Linked DNA regions of Rattus norvegicus: region 1 is linked to region 2. A link is a contact called in public Hi-C data. All regions are on one chromosome and are shown on one strand. Each heading gives the region's core, a stretch centred on a gene start, on an enhancer-like site or on the middle of the called end of the contact. The rest is flanking DNA. Distances are from core to core; before and after follow the strand shown. Region 1 holds the start of Ifitm3 (interferon induced transmembrane protein 3). Region 2 holds the start of Scgb1c1 (secretoglobin, family 1C, member 1).

The links. Hi-C and Micro-C count contacts between places; a contact is called where the count stands out from the background.
Region 1: a Hi-C map of Schwann cells shows a contact between it and region 2, with 4 times the contacts expected there. The contact joins the promoter of Ifitm3 here to the promoter of Scgb1c1 in region 2. A contact is called at or near these places in 3 of 12 Hi-C or Micro-C datasets (Schwann cells, liver and mammary epithelial cells).

What each region holds. Positions count from the first base shown.
Region 1 is chr1:205,539,533-205,544,357 of GRCr8, reverse strand. Ifitm3 (interferon induced transmembrane protein 3) reads left to right here and starts at 2,600. Exons shown (of 2, transcript NM_001136124.2): 1 at 2,600-2,900; 2 at 3,407-3,709. The coding sequence starts at 2,652. The coding sequence ends at 3,571.
Region 2 is chr1:205,349,793-205,354,911 of GRCr8, reverse strand. Scgb1c1 (secretoglobin, family 1C, member 1) reads right to left here and starts at 1,475. Exons shown (of 3, transcript NM_001107561.1): 1 at 1,391-1,475; 2 at 785-984; 3 at 256-429. The coding sequence starts at 1,445. The coding sequence ends at 397. It also overlaps the pseudogene Sec61g-ps3.

The DNA of each region.
Region 1 (4,825 bases), core at 1,351-3,850, 190 kb before region 2:
TGAGAGGACAGCAGAGGAACCCCCACCCCTGACCTACACTGAGACAATGGGCTCCTTGCAGATCCATCATTAGGAGTCCAGTTGGAGATCAGTTCCAGGTATCTGATGTGGATCTGAAAGGTAAGGGACACTAAATCAGAGACAAGGAACACTGGCTAGAACTGTCCCTTGACAGCAGATCAAGGGCAGAACCCAACAGGTAAAATGTCAACAATTGTGCATCATGGGTAGAAGTGGATCATCCTGGATGGAGCAGAACGCTGGCCCTGACCTTTGCTCTTGCATCAGGGTTTGTCAATCCCTGTCCCTCTGATGATCCCTGGGGCAACAGAGATTGCCCTTAGCACTGAACAAAGAAGATAGAGAAATCCAAAGACCGAGTCTCAAGGAATGTCCCATATGGGAAGGAGAAAGAGGTCTTCTGTTCAGCTCACTTGGGGGGCCACATGAAGACAATGACTAGGGTGAACATTCACACAGGGCTGAATATAGCTCCCCACCTCTGTGGGTGGAGAGATGAGTCTGGGGATTGAATGCATGTGAAGGCCTTGATATAGCATAGCCCTCATGGCTCACCAAGGCCGCCAGGCGAGAGGAAATAGGATCCTAGTGACTGAGAGAGGCAGAGAAGTTTGAGATGACCATTAACTTTCAGGATGGTCTCTGTCATGGCTGTGTGAAAATCCAGAAGCAAGTGTATTTGCCTTTAGGAATATTGTGAGACCATAGTAAACAGCTACAGCTGAAATTGAATATTGTTAACTATTTGAAAAAGTTATACCAAGATCCAGTATTCCTGAAACCAGGTCGTGTTGTGACCATAGTATGCCACTTGCTATCATTTACAAGCTCAGGGGTCATTTATATTATTTTATCTCTCACATGGCTGAAAGGCAACAGGAAGATGTGAGAAGAGCAGCATGACGTAGGCCTTGTTGAAGAGTATTCCACAGAACACAAAGAAATAGCCTATCAGAATCCATCAGAAACCACCACTTTCAGGCTCCGATCAGAGTCCGCACAGACAGACCAAAGCCCTACTCTGTTACATGGTACCCCTGAGGCCTGGCAGGAGCCTCTGTGAGGTAGGTATGTCCATGACTTTTTCACAGATGTTGACTAAACCAGCACCAGCAAATAGGATTGCAAAGAGGGGTGTCTGTCGGAGACACTGATGTCCCTGTGAAGAACTCAAGAAATACTGAAATGAGTAGAACCTGGAAACTGGAGAATCCCCAGCCCCCAAGACTCAGCTCTAGGAAGGATGGGTGCTACAGAGCTCCTTGCAGGAGGTCTAGTAGCCTGGTCCTTACAGAGCCACCAAGATAGAATGTGGGTACAACTCCTAACAAAAGAAGATAGGCCAGGCCTCCCAGTTATCAGGGAAGGACACTAAACTGAATCCTCCAGTATGGTCAGGAGTGGCTTTCCTGGCCACAGCCCTCACCCCACCATACATTTGAGAAAGCTTCTCTGGCATGACGGAGGTCCTTGGTGACCATTCCACTAGCACTAATAAATTATGATAGGGCAAGAGGGGAAAAGAGTTGGCATAGCACAAACATGCCAGCTCAGGACCATGAGGTCATAGCCAAGTGACTTAAGACCATTTAGTTCTTGGCTTAGGGCAAAAAGAAACACAGAGAAGTGTTAGCATTTTGTCTAGGCTCCGTCCCACAGTTATCCAGCAACAGCCAGGTGTGCTTGACTTACTTTAAAAGGGGTTGTTCACCCCCTCCTCTCTCTTTTGCTTTCTTGTTCTAGTTCTGTCCTTTCCCTCCTGCTCCACCTCCTCTCCCCATTCCCCACCACCTCTGTCTCCAGTGCTCATGGCTGGCTCTACTCTCTCTCTCTCTGCCTTTCTGTCTCTACTACCCTCTTAACTCCCCTCCCCATGCCCTTATTAAACTCTATTCTCTACTATACTGTCCTTGTTTGTCCTGTGGCTGGTCCCTCGGGGGTAGAGATGCTTCAGCATGGGCCCACAGAGGCACCCCCTCCCCCCACACCTGGCTACACATCTACCAGAGATATTCCTTCTCCCTCCTTACCTTTCATAAAACACAACAAGAAGTACCGTTCACCCCAATGTCAACTTGAACCGAAGCCAGTAGAACTGGCCTCCATAGTGAGTGCAGTGGGCTCTCTGGGCACTCCCCCCCCCCCCCCCCCCCCCCCCCCCCCGAGCTGGGGACCGAACCCAGGGCCTTGCGCTTCCTAGGTAAGCGCTCTACCACTGAGCTAAATCCCCAGCCCCTGGGCACTCTTTATCGCTGAGAGAATAGAGGGTTTTTGGGGGCCTGGCTGGGACTTTGATAAGGGATAGTGAGGTTCTATCTGCAGCTGTTAGCATGAGCTTGGTAGACTCCAGGAACCCCTCACTCATAAGCACCGAGGTTTGGGCCCTGGGACAAGTCCTGACTTGGATTCCTGGCCGGGAAGTTCCCCTGATTCACAACCCTTCCTGACATCCTGCCCTGGAGTAATTTGATCCGCAGGCTTTTTAGATCCCCGCCTCTCAGAACGCAGACCAGTTTCATTAAGCCAAAATTCAGGAAAAGGAAACTTCTGAGAACCGAAACTGCTGGAGAACAGTCCGACAGAGCCACAGAACTCTCCTCTACCTTTCGCTGCTGCTTTTGCTCGGTACCATGAACCACACTTCTCAAGCCTTCGTGAACGCTGCCACTGGGGGACAACCCCCAAACTACGAAAGAATCAAGGAAGAATATGAGGTGTCTGAACTGGGGGCACCCCACGGATCGGCTTCTGTCAGAACTACCGTGATCAACATGCCCAGAGAGGTCTCTGTGCCTGACCATGTGGTCTGGTCCCTGTTCAATACGCTCTTCATGAACTTCTGCTGCCTGGGCTTCATTGCCTATGCCTACTCTGTGAAGGTGAGTGTGCTAGAGGTGGGGGTGATGGTGTAAGGAGGTGTGTGTGAGCCTGAAGTCCATCAACCCAGATGGCCCCATGTGTGTCCTTTGTTTAAAATAAGTTTGTGTGCATTCTTCCTTCTGTGGGGTATGTGCGTGTGTGTGTGTGTGTGTGTGTGTGTGTGTGTGTGTGTGTGTCTTAAAGACTCTCCCGTGCAGATGCAGGGTGAGGCTGCCTGGGGATTCTGGAGTCAGACTTTCCTAGTGCAGTCGAGAGGAATGCCTATAGTGCCCCTTCACCTTACAGACTGGGAGGCTGGCCTGTGTGGAAAGTGCTCCGGAGATTCAATAGTCCATGGAGGGCTGAACAACAAGTGCTAGGGCCTCCCGGATGATCAGAGTATGTAAAATGTTCCTGACCTAAGTCGGGGAGATGCAGTCCACAGGGAGTATGACAGGAAAACTGTCAGAGCATTTGCCTATCAGCTCCAGGGCCACTGACCATCTATCTATGTGCTCTGCTCCAGTCTAGGGATCGGAAGATGGTGGGTGATATGACTGGAGCCCAGGCCTACGCATCCACTGCCAAATGCCTGAACATCAGCTCCCTGGTCCTCAGCATCCTCATGGTCATTATCACTATTGTTACTGTCGTCATCATTGCTCTTAATGCTCCTCGTCTCCAGACTTGATAGAGGATTCTGGTTTCTGATCCTGACGTGCTCCACCATCTGCAGCTGCATCCCTCCTTGCCCCTCTGCCCCTCCCGACACGCAGGTGTAACACTCATCTATCCACAATGGATTCAATAAAACGCACTTGATAGCCATCATCCTTGGGCTGCTTTTATTCATCCTACCCCTCAATCTTCCTCGCTCTGAGGTGGGCATGTAGGCTATCCTCAATTTGGCGGTAGTTTCTGACCTACCGTTGTGGACATTTACTGGCCAAAGTCCTGAGGGGTATTTTGGCTGCTCCAGGCAGGGAGAACCGAAGCTTCATCTGACCCTGGCTCTATATCTCCAGGGCACCCAGTCCAGTTCAGAAGTGGAGGAGCAGGCCTGGGTCCTTGTTCTTCATGTGGGCTTTCCAGGATTCGCAGGGTGCTGTGGTGGGGGCCTGGTGTCCCCTGCTGGTCCCATAGCAGCGTTGCAGTTAATTCCCGGTTTGCCCTGGAGCCCCCTGCCGGCATTCTGCATATATGTGGCCAGATGACACTTCTACATCCCCCCACCCATTCCCTGACCCTATCTGCTAAGGGAGAGTGCCAATCATGCCCTTGGGACGAGGCGGTCCGGTCCTAGGACCCACATTTCCACTTCACTTAGGTGCATTGAGTTTATGAGTCTCCCGGGGATGGATCAGCGCTGTCTGTCTCTGTTAGTGCTGGGGTGAATCATTCATCTCACGGGTGCCTTTCCAAGGACACTTATTTCTGGTTCCCAGAGGCAAGCACCTCAAGAGTTGCCTGGGTCTTCTCCCTGTGTCTATTGGACTCCATTTGTCCTCCTAAACCATTGTGGTGGGTTTTAATGTCACCACAATAGCCAGGGCAGCACGATGGATCTGAAGTACCTTGGGTGGGGGGAGGCGCTGTCACGGTTACAGCCAGGAATTGGGAGTGGGCGTGGTGGGTAGAAAGGAGTGGGGGCACTTTTGCAAGTTAAAGGATTTGGGTTTCTTTTGCAAGTTAAAGGAGGGTGTGTGGAAAGAAGGTTTGGCAAATGTGGTTACAGGCTAACTCTGAGGAAGGGAAGGTGAATAAAATAAGGTTCCTCTGCTGGTAGGAGACCTCCCTCTGGGGCAAGCAGCTATGGTTTCCCAGAACACACTTTTATAAAGGGATCTTGCCTTATTGGGGATTGGTTGAGTACTAAAGGGGTACAAAGGAAGCAGGATAGAGATCTATTCTGTCTTCTTCACTGAGAGTTAAGAAACTTGATAAA
Region 2 (5,119 bases), core at 226-2,725:
AACTGGCTGTGCTCTTGCCTTATGTTTTATGCATAAGCCCTGCCAGCCTGCCTTTGTGTGTTAGGCTCCTCTATCCTGCCACTTTAGGCCCTGTGCCCCAGTGTTCATGTGATGTCCCGAGGTCGAGGCCGCTCTCACACATTGCTTCTGCAACGTGACCCTCATAAGAGTTTGTACCTCTTGGTGTATCTCTCAGGGTGCCCCTGAAAGGACTTTTTTGTGTGTCCTGGCTTTCAGGGAGAGAGAGAAGCTAGTGCATGGACTGCATTAGACTTTATTGATTTAACAGTTCGAGGGTGAATTTACTGGTGAAGAAGCACTGGTCTTAGCACATCCATGGCCACGTGTACGGCTGGTCCTATTGCTCGCAGAGGTCAAGCCATGTTTCGGGGCTGCTTATGTGTCCTCTTGAGCATCTAGCACTTGCACCTGAAAGAGAAATGTGTGGGGACCAGGAGAGCTGGTAACCAACAACCAGAGCCCCCAGTCCCAGAGGCAGACAGGGCTGTGCACACCAGCGGAGTAGACAGGTTCCTGCGCACTGTGGTCTACCCCTCCTAGCACCTTGGGGAGGGATTGTGTGCACATGCACTCCCTAAGTGGGACATAGTTCTTGGAGTGGGAGAGCAGTTCCAAGAGATGTTGGAAACTTCTCTGTGAGGTCTCCACCTCTGCCTCCTGATGGAGATCTAGGGATCAGGGAGGCCTGGTGATCAGGTATCATGCATGGGTGGGTATGGAAAGAGCTGCAGACGTTTGGGGATGGGAGTCCCAGCCCGATTACCAGCAGCTTGACCAGTTGCTCCTTATGCACCGGCTGCAGTTCATCAATGCAGGACTTGAGCTCTGTCAGCGCTGCCTTGGCCATGTCATTGACATTGTACTTGCCCAGGGGCCCTTCATAGAGCTCTTCTGGGGTCCCCACCAGGAGTGTTTGCAGGAATTCCATGAAAAACTCATTGTCATCCTCTGCTCTAGTCAGCCCTGTATTGCAAAGGGGATACAATGGCGAGGGAGGGACTTGATCTCCTGTCCTTCACTCCCAGGGTGACCTTCTGCAGATCCCTTCCCCATCACCACTAGTGGGAGCTGCTGTGGTTTCCCCTCTAACTTCCTGACCTCACCAGGGAAGAAAAGGGGGATTTCCCCCCGCCTGGGTTAACTGGATCCAGAGGGCCAGGTCAGATTGGATTGAGCCAGGGTGGACAGCATTGGCCTTGGTGGTTGGTGTTAGGTCAGGGTGGGTTGGGATAGGACTGGTGTCAACAGATTCCCAGCGCTTTGGGTGTGGGGTCAGTGACACAGGTAGGCACCGTCCACCTGGTCCCAGGATTCCAGCCTCTTGGTGCCCCTTACCTACCAAAGTGCTAGAAATAAGGCCCAGACTTACCACAGATGCAGAGCACGGTTAGAGCCACCAGCAGAAGAGCGCTGCTCCCTTTCATGATGACAGTCACAAGAACTGCTTGGGGGATACCAGGCTTTTATGCTGTAGAAGATGGCTTCTTGCCCAGAGGCGGGGCATACCTCACAGGATCTGGCAGGACAACTGGGCCGGGCATGTCACTGTGCTCCACCAGGTGCCAAGAAGTGCCAAACTTGAGTGGATCATAAGGGGGCTGTTGGCAAACATGTTGGGGTAAGTGGAATAAATCCAGGTCTGGGTAAACCTAGTGCTAGTTAACATGGAGGAGCGCCAAAGGTCATGGGTGGCTCCATGGTGCTGTGAAAATTTCTGGGATGGGTCTAGATCTCTGTGGTTGGGACCTCCACTTCTGCTTAATGAGCTGCCTGTCCTAGTCTGTGCTCAGGCTGAGACCACCCTACTACTACAGGCAGGAGAGGAGCGTGGGAACGTGAGGTCAGAGGGGTGGGGGCCTCTCAGGGTGGAGGACGCAGAGCCACAGGAGGTCTGAAGTTTGGAGGCAGTTCATTCAGCTGAGGTTGGCCTGAGAAGAGTTGCAGCTGCGCGTCGTCCCGCCTCTCTCCTATCCTCTGCTGCCACCTGGTGGCATGATGGCCTTTCTTACATGGTGCAGGTTGCAGATGTGCTCAGAATTCTGCAGAATTCTCCCTCTACCCACTGTCAGAGTGGGCCTCACCATCCCATGTCTGAGCAGGGCATCACGGCCTTCATCAACCCACCCTTTCTTTGATTGTACTTAGCCTTGCGTTTGCTCTGCCTGGCATAATCCCCGAGCCTTGCTCTATGCCCTTCAAATACTGTTCCAGTGTTCGGAGTTCTCGCCTTCTTAGACTCCTGCTTATAAGGAATATTCTCTAACCTTTGTTAGCATGAAACTAATCTATAGTGATGGAACCTGTTTGTGTGTGTAAGTCTACGAATGTGGGAGCAGTTGTGCAATGCGGCATCTGTCACCACAGTCAGTGGAGTGCAGATGGGCCTCCTCAGTGCTGTGGCGCTCACCTTGGGTCATCTTTAAATTCTGGCTCTGGGGGCTACATAGATAGCTTAGTGTGCTGGGGATAGCATACCACGACAGGGACTGCCAGCAACAGGCTGGGATGGAGACATCTTAGAGGCCTGCAGCAGCTCTTTGTAAAAAAATAAATAAAATAAAATAAAATAAAATAAAATAAAATAAAATAAAAGTTGTTCACATTTCTCCTAACCTTAGCCCTGGACAGTGGCTGTAAAGATTTCATTTGTGCATGACTGCTTTTCAGTTGGCTTTGGTGTGCATAATTATTCTATTATATCTGACTTTCCTACTCCCTTCTCCTGCTGTGGTGAATTCTGTGAAACTAGATGTTCCTTGATGTAATGATTCTTAAACAATTAAAAATTGAGGCATAGAAGTACAGCACAGCACAGCCCTAATGGCCCAGGTACGTGCTGTGTGTTCTCATCTTGGAAACAATGTAATAACTGCATAATAGTAGCTCCAGATTAATGCTTGACTTGTAAAGAAAGTTTGACGAAATTATTAGAAAATGAAATAGAGCCAACATTGGGAGCCTGAGAAAGGTAAAAGTTATTGAAGCTATGAAATAAATTTTGCACAACATTTGAGAGTGGTTCCTGGATAAGAAAGTATGAAGGAATCAGAGAAAGGACCAGAAGAGCTTGAAGGGGCTCGAGACCCCATATGAACAACAATGCCAACCAACCAGAGCTTCCAGGGACTAAGCCACTACCTAAAGACTATACATGGACTGACCCTGGGCTCCAACCTCATAGGTAGCATTGAATATCCTAGTAAGAGCACCAGTGGAAGGGGAAGCCCTTGGTCCTGCCAAGACTGAACCCCCAGTTAACGTGCTTGTTGGGGGGAGGGCGGTAATGGTGGGAGGATGAGGAGGGGAACACCCATATAGAAGGGAGGGGGAGGGGCTAGGGGGATGTTGGTCTGGAAATCCGGAAGGAGAATAACAATCAAAATGTAAATAAGAAATACTCAAGTTAATAGAGATGGAAAAAAAAGAAATAAAAAAATGACATTTCAAAAAAAAGAAAGTATAGAATATATAAAATTATATACTAGTAAAACTAAGTCAAAACACTGGGACCCTTTGGAGAGTCATTGTGGGCAATGTGCAGAAGCAGAAAGTTAGCAGAACCACTGAGCTAAGGGTTAACTTGATTCTTTCTGGCCACTGCCTGGCAGCTTTGTCCATGTCATTTATCACTAGAGCTTCACAGGAAAATGCAAGTAGCTGACCTCGGAGCTCTGAGCTCTGAAGTATAATAAGTCAAAAGTTAAAGTTTAAATAATGATAAGTTTGCAATTATTATTATTTTGGCCACAGGCCTGGGAATAGGGGAAGCTTGAAACTTTGGGGAACAATTGTAATTCTTAGTTTTTTGTGAGATGTGGTTATTCTTTTGACTTTGATTTGGCCATGGTTATATAATATCCTTTTTCCTACCTGCTTTTATTTTATTTACTTTTTTTTCTTTTTTTTTCGGAACTGGGGACTGAACCCAGGGCCTTGCGCTTGCTAGGCAAGCACTCTACCACTGAGCTAAATCCCCAACCCCTTATTTACTTATTTTTAAAGGAAATATTGACATTTATTTTTTAAAATCTTACATTTTTATTTTTTCCATTTTTATTAAATTGGGTATTTCTTATTTACATTTCAAATGTTATTCCCTTTCCTGGTTTCCTGTCCATCAACCCCCAACCCTTCCCCCTCCCCTTCTATATGGTTGTTCCCCTCCCCATCTACCTTCCATTACCACCCCCACCCAACAATCCCCTACACTGGGGGTCCAACCTTGGCAGGACCAAGGGCTTCCCCTTCCACTGGTGCTCTTACTAGGCTATTCACTGCTACCTATGCAGTTGGAGCCCAGGGTTAGTCCATGTATATAGTCTTTGGGTAGTGGTTTAGTCCCTGGAAGCTCTGGTTGCTTGGCATTGTTGTTCTTATGTGGTTGCAAGCCCTTTCAGCTCTTTCAGTCCTTTCTCTAATTCCTCCAACAGGGGTCCCATTCTCAGTTCAGTGGTTTGCTGCTAGCATTGACCTCTGTATTGGACATGCTCTGGATGTGTCTCTCAGGAAAGATCTATATCCGGTTCCTGTCAGCATGCACTTCTTAGCTTCATCCATCTTATCTAGTTTTGGTGTCTGTATATGTATGGGCCACATGGGGGGGGGGGGAGGCTCTGAATGGCCATTCCTTCAGCCTTTGTTCTAAACGTTGCCTCCCTATCACCTCCTATGGATATTTTTGTTCCCCTTTTAAAGAAGGAGTGAAACATCTGCATTTTGGTCATCCTTCTTGAGGTTCATGTGGTCCCTGCACTGCATCTTGGGTAATTCGAGTATTTGGGCTAATATCCATTTATCATACAATGTATGTTTTTCTGTGATTGGGTTACCTCACTCAGGATGATATTTTCCAGTTCTATCCATTTGCCTGTGAATTTCATAAAGTCATTGTTTTTGATAGCTGAGTAATATTCCATTGTGTAGATGTACCACATTTTCTGTAACCATGTCGGTGCAGGCGCCGACATATCCATTCCTCTGTTGAAGGACATCTGGGTTCTTTCCAGCTTCTGGCTATTATAAATAAGGCTGCAATGAACATAGTGGAGCACGTGTCTTTGTTACATGTTGGAGCATCTTTTGGGTATATGCCCAGGAG